2 separate regions of the Sus scrofa genome follow, and region 1 is linked to region 2. Evidence: chromatin contacts called from public Hi-C data. All regions are on one chromosome and are shown on one strand. Each heading gives the region's core, a stretch centred on a gene start, on an enhancer-like site or on the middle of the called end of the contact. The rest is flanking DNA. Distances are from core to core; before and after follow the strand shown.

Evidence for each region. A called contact is a pair of places that touch in the nucleus more often than the background predicts.
Region 1: a contact with region 2 is called in a Hi-C map of embryonic fibroblasts, with 2.0 times the contacts expected there. The contact joins two enhancer-like sites. A contact is called at or near these places in 6 of 47 Hi-C or Micro-C datasets (brain, embryonic fibroblasts, fetal skeletal muscle and 2 more).

What each region holds. Positions count from the first base shown.
Region 1 is chr7:50,906,009-50,912,613 of Sscrofa11.1, reverse strand. All of the region lies in intron 15 of EFL1 (elongation factor-like GTPase 1), which reads left to right. Among named protein-coding and RNA genes, the nearest start is that of EFL1, 68 kb to the left of the region's middle. Within about 2 kb of position 1,338, at least 9 of the 83 cell types and tissues checked have an H3K27ac peak or open chromatin away from gene starts, as enhancers often do. A contact at or near this core is called in embryonic fibroblasts, where this site is marked.
Region 2 is chr7:50,220,690-50,227,753 of Sscrofa11.1, reverse strand. No RefSeq gene overlaps it. Among named protein-coding and RNA genes, the nearest start is that of TMC3, 40 kb to the right of the region's middle. Within about 2 kb of position 1,778, at least 5 of the 83 cell types and tissues checked have an H3K27ac peak or open chromatin away from gene starts, as enhancers often do. A contact at or near this core is called in embryonic fibroblasts, where this site is marked.

The sequences.
Region 1 (6,605 bases), core at 89-2,588, 690 kb before region 2:
TGTAGCAGGACTAGTCTGTTTTGGGGAGAAGCCCTTTCCAGGTTCATATCAGCTCTTTTGTCGTGGGCCCCAGGCCTGGCTGACTCCAATTGAGCTGGCTGGCAAGTAGCCAAAATTACTACTTCTGTCCCAGGGTTTTCACTGAAGACATGAAGACATCTGCCCTGTGCCTTCTTACTTGAGGGTATTTATGTGAGGTCCAAGATCTCTTATTTCTAACTTGTGGAAAGACCAGTTGCTCTCTTAGTGGCATAAATTAATTCCAGGATGCCTGGGTGACCTTTGATCTCACTCTCTTTTTCAGATTTTCTGGCATTTTGCTCCTGTGTTGACATAGTCTTTCCCTAATTCTTACCTTTCTTTGGACATTTGACTTGAGATTTGGGGGAAGTGAAGGGATATCATTGTCTTTAACAGGCCTTTCTTTCTCAGGATCCAGAGTCTCCAAAAGGGGGGAAAGAAAAGATGGAGGGTTTTTTTTGTTGTTGTTGTTGTTAGTTTTTGTTTTTTAACATGTAGTGAGCTATTGTTTGCTCTGAAAAGGCAAACCTTTGTTTGCTTGATTTTATAGCCTAGTCATTCTCTAACATACATGTATTTCATGCTTACTGTATGTCTTACCCAGGAGGTTAGATTTCTCCTGCTGGGTGTTTAATGTTAAGTTTCCAAATTATTTATAGGCCTGCCACAGTTTTTGATCCCGCGCTTGCCAATGAGGTGGCCTCATAAATGAGAAACAGCCCTAGGACTGCCAGCTGAGACCTCTAGCAAGTTGGCTCCTTCTGTGGGAACTTCCAGGCCTGAAAGTATATCCATGTAAAAGAAGGTTGAGTCAGATGATCTCTCATGATAAGCCTTTCTTTCTCTCTTAATTGCTTTTCTAAGAACCTTACTAATTAACCATATCATGGGCTTTCCTCCCTGTTTTAGTTACTTTGGTGTTCTCAGTATCCTCTTGGCCCTTCTTTCAGTGGGTTTCTTTAGGTGACATTTGGGAAGCCAGAGCTCCAGAGGCCATTTGACAGATAGGAATTACATCCCTCTAAAGATCTCTTCTCACAACTAGGAGCTTTAAAAAGGTGGTTCTCATCCTGATTGTACGCACAAGAACCAGCTGCACGTGGCTGTGCCTCAGTAGAGGTCCAGAGTGGTTTTCCTGGGCATGAAAGAAGCATTGCCACTTTTTCTAAAAACCCAAACAATTATACCAGCCCAGATTTCTGAGTAGAGCTTGAGTGGGCTAAGTCTGCTCTCTGAAGCCATCATGGTTGTTCCAGCTATAGCAAGGACCACAGCTGCCCTGAAATGAACACAAGGGGGCAGCCTTTCCCACAGATTTTCATCATATTGGAAAACAGGAACAAAGACGCATGTGAGAGCATGTGTGTGAGCCTATGCCCCGCGCCAGAGCCCCTGTGTAAATTTTGTAGCCTCTACCTCTGTGTTTATAAAGAGTATTAAGCTGTTGGGTGAGGGACATATGAGTGCCAAGTAGGTTTTGTGCTTTGCTAGACTAAAGTTTGTTAACGCAATGAGGATTCCTATGTGTAGGCACTATGACTATATACCCCCTTGCCCAGCTCAGAGTCTTGCAAACTGCAGAGAAGCTATTTTAATCATTGGAGGTTGAGATGTCTGAATCATTAAGACAAAAAAAAATTAGTTTAGCTTGCTGTTTGAATCTAAAGAGTGATTTCAAAGCAGTAATATAAATGTATTTTGGCTCGCTCGCTCTTTTTTTCTTTCTTGCTCCTGCCCGTCCCACCTCTCTTCCAGATACTAAAGGCATTGTTTCAGTTGTGTATTTTTTTCCCTTCGGTTTCCTCTTCACCCTGTAAATTGAGTTTTGACTCCATGGGTTGTTTCTGGTTGAAAAAAGTCATTGTTATGAAAAATGTATGCTGTTTCTTGGGCAGTGAAGCAGCATATAAAATATCACTAATATCTTGATCTCCCATGCAATTAGAAGCACATTGTCACTAGTTTTGCTTTATGTTTCCCAGATGACTGTTTGTTAATTTACAGCAGTTCAGCATGTAATTGCATTGATGATCATATTTCAAAGGATTTGAGTCTGTTGGTTCAAGTGCAGAATAGAAGTAAGTGTTGTTATTCCTTCGCCGTTGTATCTAAATCCATCTTATTTGACTCTGTAATGGCTGGAAGAAATCAGATATGCTTTGAAAAATCAAAGGCAAAGCCCCTCTCCCCTGGGGGTGAGAGCAGGGTAGAGAGAGGAACATTTTCTTTTAGGTCTCGACAGGGGCAGCAATTAGATTTATTGTATAATGGTTGTTTTTCTTCAGTGCCGCAAACCTTCAATTTTTCTAAAATGATAATTGTAAAGTTTCATTTTCGAAACAGTTTACGTAATCAATGTCATTATATTTGCATATTTTTCATTAACCGATACTAATAGAGATGGCACACATAGTAAATGTTCTTGAACGATATATAGAGGGATTTAACCACCATTTACTTAGTACCTGTTGCATGCCATGCCAGGTGTTCAGTGACTCAGTTTTGCTTATGTTTTCTTATTTAAGTCTCACAGCAAACTTAAGTGGTGAACTTATTATCTTTATTTGGCAGATGGGAAAGCTGAGATTGAGGTGGTTTTGACTTGTGCAACAAATGACGCTGTCCTCGCCATCCCTTAGTAGACAGATTTTTATGTTCCGTAGAGTTGTGTGGCTGAGATTATTTAGGATATTTCTGTTACCGACTCTCCTCTTTTCTGTGATCGTTAAATGAAAAGATGCTGTAGTGATTTTTGACATGCAGCTTCCTTGAATTTCCTGGTTCATGTAGTCTAGTTCTTCTTCCTATAGAAAGGGAGAGACTCAGAGACAGAATGGGTCTTCTTTAAGCCTGAGTAATGGGAGTTGAAACTAGCATCCAGGTCTTCGCTTTTATAAAGAGGAAAAACTGTGTGGTAGGACAGGAGAAGTAGTTTGGCTCCTCTGAAAAGGGAAAAGGGAGAAGCTGAAAAATGAGAATTTGTCAGTTTTACCCAGTTTGGAAAGAGAGACTATATAGAAGTGAGATAGTGAGACATCCCCCTTCCCCATCCCCAAGGGGAAATATTTGCCATTGGCCCCTGTACTTCTTCTCCGCCAGTGTCACACACCGGGGAGCCGAGACCCACCTCATCGACCCTTCACTGCCTGTGCTGCTCCCCACCTTACACTCTGTCCTTCAGTTCTCACCATGCTGAATACATCGGGATGTTAAAAACTTTATTTTCAGATATAATGGGCAGGTACCGTTATTTATGTTTAAGGTATATAACTGTAGATTTAATACATTTCTGTGTTGCAATATGATTCCCACAGGAGTGTTGCTGACACTACCCTATCATGTCACCTAATTATCCTTTCTTTTTTGTGGTGGGAAGAATAAAGATCGAGTCTCTTAGCAACGTTTAAGCGTAATACAGTCTTGCTGTCTGTAATCACTGGGCTGTGGTTTAGAGCTCTAGGACTTTTATCTACCAGTTGTAAGTTAAATACCCTTAAATACCATCTTCTCCAGTTTCCCCTAGGATCCATCATTCTACTATCTGTTTCTCTACGTTTGGCCTTTTATAGTCCACACATAAGTGCTATCAGACCGTATTTGTCTGTCTTTGACATCTCACTAAGCCTGTTGCTCTTAAGGTTCATTCATGTTGTTACAAGAGGCAGGATTTCCTTCTTTCTCGTGGCTGTATAATTTATTTGTGGGGGCGGAGGGCAGCTTCCCTATCCATTCATCTGTTGACGGACGCATAGGTTGTTTCCTTATTTTGGCTATTGTGAATGATGCTGCCATAAACATGGGAGTGCAGATTTTGATATCCTGTTTTCATTTCTGTTGAATATATACTCAGAATTGGGATTGTTGGATCATAAGGTAGTTCTATTTTTAATTTTTTGAGGAACATCCATAGTGGCTGAACCACTTTACCCAATTTACATTCCTACCAACAGTGAGTACATCGGGATTTTTTTATACCTCTCTCCTTCAGCACTTGGTGTCTCTTCTCAAGTGTTCTTTTTCCCTTTTTTGCCTGGTAGACTCAGATTCAAGACTCAGCTCAACTGCCAACCTCTCTGAAGCCTTCCCCGACTGCCCTGGGCAGATACATCTCAGTCCTTCCTTTGAGTTTCTATACCTCTTTTATTTTATTTAAATTTTTTTAGTTTTTATTTTTTTTGGCTGCACCTGAGACATGTGGAAGTTCCCAGGCCAGGGATCAAACCTGTGCCATAGCAGCAAACCAAGCTGCTACAGTGACCACACCAGACCTGTAACCCACTGCACTACAGGAGAACTCCCTTATGTCTCTTTCAATACATTTCTCCTAGAATCTTTATTCCATTATATTGTTTGTGTTTTCAGTTGATGTCTCTCAGCTTCTGGGCCAAGAATTTCATTGTTTGGGCATTGAGCTCAGGCCTGTTGCACAAGGGGTGCACTTTACCAGGACACGTGTTCCAGTGAGTGTGTGAGTGAATAGACAAATAACTGTCCCACCCTCCCCATTGAACCTTCTGAGCACAGAGATGGAATAGAGCTTTGAACAAGAGGAAAGGAGAGTCTTTGGAAGTTCTAGGAGATACTATATAATCATTCATTAGTTTGCTGGCAGTTTGGCTCTTAGATTATATATGGGGAAATTAAAGGACCACAGATTTGAAGAGGAGGGAAGCGCAGAGTACTAGGAACTTGAATTTCCTAGTACTCCCATATGTACATATATTAATCTGCCCACATGTGAGATACCTTAGGGCTGTTCACAGCCTTAAATCTCATAGCTATAAGAGTTTCTAAATAATGTGGGAGTTCTTTCCGTGCCTCAGAGGTTAGCGAATCCAGCTAGGATCCATGAGGACACAGGTTTGCTCACTGGCCTTGCACAGTGGGTTAAGGCTCCGTCGTTGCCGTGAGCTGTGGTGTAGGTTGCAGACAAGGCTCAGATCCCGAGTTGCTGTGGCTGTGGTGTAGGCTGGCAGCTGTAGCTCCAATTCGACCCCTAGCCTGGGAGCTTCCATATGCTGCAGGTATGGCCTTAAAAAGCAAAAAAAAAGTTTCTAAGTAATTAACATTGGTCTTCTCAGGTCTTTCAGAAGAGCTTCAGTTTTTGAGTAACTTTGAGCATTTTCTGGATTTGTTTGGCCCATAAAAGTATAATTTTTTACATAAGTCTAATATAACCAAAGGGTTTTTGATAATAAATTTGAGAAACAGTTCCCTTTATGAAGTCAGACAAGTTTATACCTGAAGCCAGCATGTTAAACCTATGTTAAAATGAAAAATTGTCTTTAAAAAATAAAAAGCCCAAATAGAAGGTATTAACTGGTATAATTTGGATATATTGATTTTTAATGCTAAACGATACAGAAATATTTCCAAAACTCACAACATCATGACCAAGTTTAAATTTATTTTAAAATGTACCGAGTCTGTAGCTTTGTTCTTTGCAAAAATTGTAGAAAGACTTTTTTGTGCATCCTATTTTGTTTCCATATTTCGTGCCTCATTGATTTTCAGATTCTGAAAGCAGGACTACGGGGAAGTGGAAAGGAAGATGATCAGGTGATCGTTTGAAGTCATTAACTCCATCTCCCTTCCTCCGTAAAGCAAACTATTTGTTTTTATAATGAGGGAGACCTCACAGCCTGCCTTGCTCAGGGCATCCTGGTTTATGCCCATTGCCTTAGAGCTGCTGTTAATAGTGCCCACTTTCACTCTTGAACATACAGGGTTGGATGATGAATTCTATTGTCTCTGTAGTTACGACAGATATACTTTATCCTTTGTCCTTGATTATTTTATTTTATGCTTGGTTTGAATGCTTTTTTACTGCATATTTTATTATGTTTTCCCGTATTTTTCGATTCCCTAATATTTTAGAAGGCATATCCTGCTTTCAAATCTATTACTGTCTGTCCTTTATGTTTTTCAACTCATTCTTTAAACATAAGGGTCAACATTGAGATGTTATCCGTGTGTCCCACCAATTTAAAACAGACGACAAATTCTTTCTGAATGGCACCTGATCTTTGTATCTCTGTCAGTATCCAGCAGTATGCTTTGAACTAAGTACCTTATAGAATGACTCTTAGGGAATGATTTGGCCTCATAGGAGAAAGGGTGAATTTCAGTCTAGCCTCAGAATTGAGTAGTGCCCTTCAGGTAGAGAAGCTTGGGTTGAGCTGGGGCTGAGGCTCCCCCCAACCCCACAGTGCCACTGACCAAACCCAATTTGGCAAGAGATTCCATTTATCATGTTTTGTTATCTGAAGACTCTCAAATAAGTTTTCAGCAAACTCCTTTTCTTTTTTTTTAATAATGATTTTTATTTTTTCTATTATACTTGTTTTACAGTGTTCTGTCAGTTTTCTACTGTACAGCAAAGTGACCCAGTCACACATACATATATACATTCTCTTTCTCACACAATCCTCCAACATTCTCCATCACAAGAGACTAGATATAGTTCCCGGTGCTATACAGCAGGATCTCATTGCTTAAGTCCATGAGTTTCTTTTCTGTGGAAAGGTTCATTTGTGCCATGTGTTAGATTCCAGATATAAGTGGTATTTGTCTTTCTCTTTCTG
Region 2 (7,064 bases), core at 529-3,028:
CACCACAGCCACAGCAACGCCAGAACCAAGCCGCATCTTCTACCTACACCACAACTCATGGCAATGCCGGATCCTTAACCCACTGAGTGAGGCCAGGGATCGAACCCGCAATCTTATGGTTCCTAGTCGGATTCATTCCCACTGTGCCACAATGGGAACTCCAGGTCATAACATTTTAATGAATGTCTGTGAAGACTGATCCCAAGTTTGGAAGACTTTTTTTTTTTTTTTTTTTTTTTTTTTTTTTTTGTCTTTTTGCCATTTCTTGGGCCGCTCCCACGGCATATGGAGGTTCCCAGGCTAGGGGTCCAATCGGAGCTGCGGCCACCAGCCTATACCACAGCCACAGCAACGTAGGATCCAAGCCGCGTCTGCAACCAACACCACAGCTCATGGCAACGCCAGATCGTTAACCCACTGAGCAAGGCCAGGGATCGAACCCGCAACCTCATGGTTCCTAGTCGGATTCGTTAACCACTGCGCCACGACGGGAACTCCTGGAAGATATTTTTAAGGATATGAGTCAATTTTTCCATTTTAGCTCTCTAGCATAAACTAGAATAATTAGCATAAACTAATTATTCCCCAACTAAAACTTACAATTTAGAGACAGAGATAGAAATTGAAGAATTCACAGTACTTCCTTTAGTTTTTCATAACCGTAATTCCAGCAAAGGGACATAAATTCTGTTTAACCTGGCTTCACAAGAGATCTATCATGGCTTAGTGCTAACATGTCAGATCTACTGTTGAGAAATTAATGTTATGGGTGATGGAGCAGTTGCAAAAAAACAGACTTTGGAATTCCCTGGCAGCCTAGTGGCTAAGGATTCAGCCTTGTCACTGTCATGGCGCAGGTACGATCCCTGGCCCAGGAACTTCTGCATGCCAGGGGCTTGGCCAAAAGAAAAAGAAAGAAATGAAAACAGACATGGTCTCAATTTGCTGTGACCAGACTGCCCTGTCTGAACTCTGAGCTGCATGGCATCGGGAACCAGTGTTTTATTTTCTTGGTTTTGGTCAAGTTCGGAAACATGAAAGTGAACACCAGGAACTGCCCTGCTGAGATCATTCTGAGAGTCAAAAGAGTAAGGAAAGGAGTTCCCATCGTGGGGCAGCGGGAACGAATCTGACTAGGAACCATGAGGTTGCAGGTTCCATCCATGGCCTCGATCAGCAGGCTAAGAATCCGGCGTTGCTGTGAGCTGTGGTGTAGGTCACAGACTCAGCTTGTATCCTGAGTTGCTGTGGCTGTGATGCAGACCAACAGCTGCAGCTCTGACTACACCCCTAGCCTGGGAACCTCCATATGCCGTGGGTACAGGCCCTAAAAAGCAAAAAAAAAAAAAAAAAAAAAAGAGTAAGGAGAGGTCAAGTGACTCAGCAATTTCAGAGTCTCAGGTTACAGTTTAAAGCCAAGGGCTGAGCAGAAAAAGGCAGATGAGCAAAGAAAGACCTTTTCTTGAGTCTCCCAGGTTCTGCCCAGCCGGGAAGGTGACACTATTTTTTAAATCACATTCAAGGACATAAAGATTAAAGGGGATCCATCGAAGTACTTGCTGGTGCCCTCTTCTTTCTTAGAAGTGGGCTTAAAAATATTTAATTCTTCAACGAGGTGACATGCGGACACCACCTGGAGAGCGAGGACTTGCGCTGTTACCTCCTAAGGGTCTTAGTCAGCTGGAGCCGCCCTGACCAAACACCACACACTGGTTGGCTTAAAAAGCAGAGACATCGTTGCTCAGAGATCTGGAGGCTGTGAGTCATAGCAGCCTGTCAGCAGTTTGGTTTCCTCTGAGGCTTCTCATCTTGGTTTGCAGAATGCCACCTTCACATACTTGGTGTCTGTGTGTGTGTGTGGCACGTGTGTGTGTGCATGCGTGCATGTGTGTTCGCTCGCTTGTCCTCATCTTTTCTTTTTAACGAGGATGCTAGTCAGCTTAGGTTAGGCTCCATACTCATGGCCTCGTTCTCATTTCACTTTAAGTGCCTCTTTAAAGGCCTTATCTCCAAATATCGTCACATTTTAAGGTCTTGGGGGTTAGGACTTTGAATCGGAGGAAGAGATACAATTCATGCCATAACATAAGATGATGATATTAGAGATGCTGTAATAAAATAAAAATCAGTCCAGGATGAGCATCAATTCATGATAAAATAGACTCAGCTGGAACACTCAAGACGTTAAGAATGCCCGTAAGAGTTGTCTAAACTGCCCCAAATCTGTTTTTCTTTTCTTCCTAATCTCATAGGCTAACGAATCAAAACATCATCTTGCTTTTATTAGCATTTAATGCTTTTATTAGCATTCAATACTAATGTGTTTATAGAGTTCCATCTGGGGGTATTTGATTCATGAGTTTTTAAACACCTAAAAACAGAGTGCATTGTTCATTATCATTGTGTTGCTGCTTTGGGGTTTAATTGCACTATGGTGAGACAATGTGTCATGTGTGACAATAATTATTTATTTTAAATATGTTGAAGTTTTCTTTATGGCTTTGGACTTATCCAAATCTTATCATTGTTCCATGTGTATTTGAGAAAAATTGCATTCTCTATTTATGTCCATGAAAATCCACCTTATTAATCTTGTTATCAAGTGGTGTGATGTGTGTATGTGTGTTTGCATGTGTCCAGCCTAAAATTACTGATGTAGGTGGTGAAATTTCCTAATCCAATGAGGAATTGATCACTTTTTCCTTGTAATTCGTTTTATATATTTTGATGCAATTTTAGGTGATTATGTTGAAATTAAAATCTCTCCCTTTCATCATTATTTAATAACGTTCTACACCCATTGTTGTTTTTGTCTCAAAAACTACTTTGTGTAATATTAATAGACAACAGCCTCCTTTTGGGTCACATCTGTCTAGTGAATCTCTTTTCACCTTTTACTTTTGATGTTTCTGTCCAGTCAAAGTCTTTTATGGTATTTTAGTCTCTTGCAGTCAGCAGAGAACTAAATTTGTTGTTTTTTGTTTGTTTGTTTGTTTGTTTTTTGCCTTTTCTAGGGCCGTTCCTGCGGCATATGGAGGTTCCCAGACTAGGGGTCTAATTGGAGCCGTTGCCGCCGGCCTACACCACAGCCACAGCAACACCAGATCCGAGCCGCGTCTGCAACCTACACCACAGCTCACGGCAACACCAGGTCCTTAACCCACTGAGCAAGGCCAGGGATCAAACCCGCAACCTCATGGTTCCTAGTCGGATTTGTTAACCACTGCGCCACGACGGGAACTCCAATTTGTTGTTTTTTTAATCTTATAACCCAATTTGTGCTTCTTCACTGATGTGTTTAGACCCTTCACCTTTTTGTGTTATCAATTATTTAGTTGTATTTACATCTAAAATTATTTTATCTCACTTTCTGATTTTTTTTTATTAATTGCACACATAGACATTTATTCTATCATCTTTTGTCTATTATTGGAAGATAGACAACACTATTTTTATTCTTTTAGGAGGTCTGCCAATCCCCAAATTCACAGCAGTTAGTTTAGACCTTTTTTTTTTTTTTTTTTTTTTTTTGGTCTTTTGTCTTTATAGGGCTGCACACACAGCATGTGGAGGTTCCCAGGCTAGGGGTTGAATTGGAGTTGTAGCTGCCATCCTACACCACAGCCACAGCAATGGAGGATCCAAGACACATCTGTGACCTACACCACAGCTCACGGCGACGTCAGGTCCTTAACCCACTGAGTGAGGCCAGGGATCGAACCCACAACCTCATGGTTCCTAGTCGGGTTCCTTTTCACCATGCCACAATGGTAACTCCAGTTTGGACATTTTTTGATAATGAGTTCGTACTTGGCTGAGTTTACTCTATGGGAACCTGGAGGGCTCTGGGTGGAAGACTGTTTTCCCCAGAGAGGGTTTTGAGCCAAGAACACTACCAACCTGGTACCATTTTCATGTCATGTGTTTAGCTGGGGATGGTCATGGCTCTGCAGACGGCAACCATTCGCATCCCAGGCTCAAACGAGGTCTAGAGTTGGTTTACCAAGGTTCAGGGTGAAAAAAGTTTTGTGTTGTTTTGGTTTGCTTTTTTGATTTCTTATCTGTCTGTTCTCCTCAATCTGGAACCTTGTGGAGATGGGCAGGTTTCCTTGCTGACGTCCTGCAGCAGGTATAAATGTTTTAAGCCCCTTTTGGAGGGAATGTCAAATGTCCTGGCTTGATGGGGTGTCCCAGGCTCAGCTCCCCTCCTCCTCATGCAGAGCCCTAATCTCTTGTTCTCGTCTTTGCTGTCTTCCGGGAAGCTCAAGGAAGCTGTGCATTTTCCTACCTTGGCTTCAGTCCCCACTCGGCTAGTGTAGTCCTTTACTTTCTGGAAAGTTCAGCAATGCTTTACAATATGCTCATTCTAATTTACCCAGCTACTAGTTATTTTGCATATGGCAGAAGTTCTCAGAATCCTTAGACCCCCATCCCGATGGAGGCGGAAGTCTAAGGACAAGACCAAGGACAAGGCGTCAAGTTGAACATTAAATTTGATCAAATGTATTTTTATCCTCTGTTGAGAGATGTTTTCTCCCCTTCTACTTACTATCTAATTACATAGAGAATTTACAACATGCAAGGCAATGTGCTCTGTATGTGGTTTATGTGTTTTATCCTATCTATTCCTCAAATCCTCAAAACCTTGTGAGGGTGTCACAAACTATTACTCTTTAGAGATGGGGTGTGCTTCTAGGCATTTCTTTATCACGATCTCCTTTTCCCACAATAATCCACACATCTCAGTGAAATAGCATTCAAAATAGGCAACTTGTCATAGATGTTATTGTTCAATTGTTGTTTAATTATACTGCTTAATCTTTTCAGGTCTCAGTTTTTCGTCTATACAAAGAGGGTAAAACTGACATTTAACAGATAGAGCAGTATGAGATGAAATGGGAAAAATAAAATGGGTAAGAATGTAGAGCAAGGGAGTTCCCATTGTGGCTCAGCAGTAACGAGCCTGACTAGTATCCATGAAGATGCAGGTTCAGTCCCTGGCCTCGCTCCGTGGGTTAAGGATCCAGCGTTGATGTAAGCTGGGGTGTGAGCCTCAGACGCTGCTCATATCCCACGTTGCTGTAGCTGTGGCATAGGCCAGCAGCTGTAGCTTGGGCATACTAAATACTCAATTTATCTAGTCATTCATTCAACCAATATTTAATTGATCACTTTTGATTTGCTAGGCATTGGGCTATGGGCTGGGAATATAGGATTGAACAGGAACAGACATAGGCCCTGCCTCCAAGGGGTTTATACTCTAAGAGAGGCAAAAGAGGCGAGACAAAAAATTCTGCAGCTTCCATCTTACAATCGTGACTGCCTGTGAAGGAGAAATACAGAGTGAGCAAACTGTTACATTTAGAAGGGATAAGCTATGAGGTCCTGCTGTACAGCACAGGGAACTCTATCTAGTCTCTTGAGACCGACCATGATGGAAGATAATATAAGAAAAAGAATGTATATGAGTGTCTATACACCATATAGATATATATAGATATAGATATAGATATAGATATATAATCTCCACCCTTGCTCGGTGGGTTAAGGATCCAGCATTGCCATGAGCCATGGTGTAGGTCACAGATGCAGCTCAGATCCCACATTGCTGTGGCTGTGGGGTAGGCTGGCAGCTGCAGCTCCTATTCACCCCCTAGCCTGGGAACCTCCATATGCCCTGGTGCGACCCTAAAAAAAAAAGAAGAAAAGAGAGGAAGGAAGAAAGGAAGGAAAAGGGAGATTGAGAGAGTGACTGGAAATCATTTTAGAGAGAAAGACCAGGGGAGGTCTCTCCAATGAGATGACGTGCTAACAGAGATGAGACAAAGCCAGGAAGTGAGTTCAGGGAAGAGCCTCTCATATGTCCCCTTGTCCCCTTGCCCACCGGGCTCTGGTTGTGGCATGTGTCTGGGTGTTACTGAATTCAACCACGAGTGTTAAGACCAAAGGTGCTGAGGCTGCTTGCTGGTGGGGGACTCAGCCACAACCTACGCTGAAGGCTAGAGGTGCAGTATAGCAGGGGTGGGGTGGCAGGTGGGGCTTCTCTTTGCTTTCTTTGGGTAGAACCTGTGTCTGTAGGACCAGCTAACACCGGATTTAAGAAGGTAAATTGGGTAGCAACCATTGGTTAGAACTGGCAGTTCCCCTGCCAGTGAGCCAGGTCTTTTCATTCATTCATTCATCTAGGGGACAAAGTGTGTGCAGGTCTCCAACTGCAGATCCAAACAATCGAATTCACCCTATAGTTTGCCAATCACCTCCCAGACTTTTTGAAAACAGTTGGACTGCTCCCTTTGGTGTTCTTTTTTTTTTATGATTCAAGTGTAGTTGATTTGCAATATTGTGCCAATTTCTGCTGTACAGCAAAGGGACCCTATCATACATGTATATACCTTCCCTGCCTTCAGTTTTCAATCTGGCCTTTTTTTATCATTTGGTGAGAGACCGTAATAGGACTTCCTATCTTAAAAGAGGATCAACTACCAAGTCTAAGGTCATGTAGATGTTTTACGTGCTGGCTTTTCTGGCACATATTTATATATGATATGTCCTATGTATATCTGATGACATTGCAACAAGAACTTTTCACAAACAAGTTCTGTAATGACACATCTTTGAGCACTTCCCTGAATGCATTCCAGAGAAAGCCAAGAGAACCTACCTATAGGGGTCCTGCAAGGATCCAAAGCCTGGGGAGTTTCTGTTGTGGCTCAGTGGTAATGAACCTGACTAGTGTCCATGAGGATGAGGGTTCAATCCCTGGCCTCACTCAGTGGGTTAAGGATCCAGCATTGCCGTGAGCTGTGGTGTAGGTCACAGATGCAGCTCAGATCCCACATTGCTGTGGCTGTGGTGTAGGTCGGCAGCTGCAGCTCCAATTCAACCCCTAGCCTGGGAACTTCCAAAGGCCACGGGTGCACCCCTAAAAAGAAAAAATAATAAAAAAGAATACAAAGATGATTTTGGCATCGGAGAGTTCTAGTCGTGAATCTATAACACCAACGGGCATTAGCCAAGAGCTGGGGCACCTCCCTTTCTAGGGGGTGTCAAAGATGATGATTTAG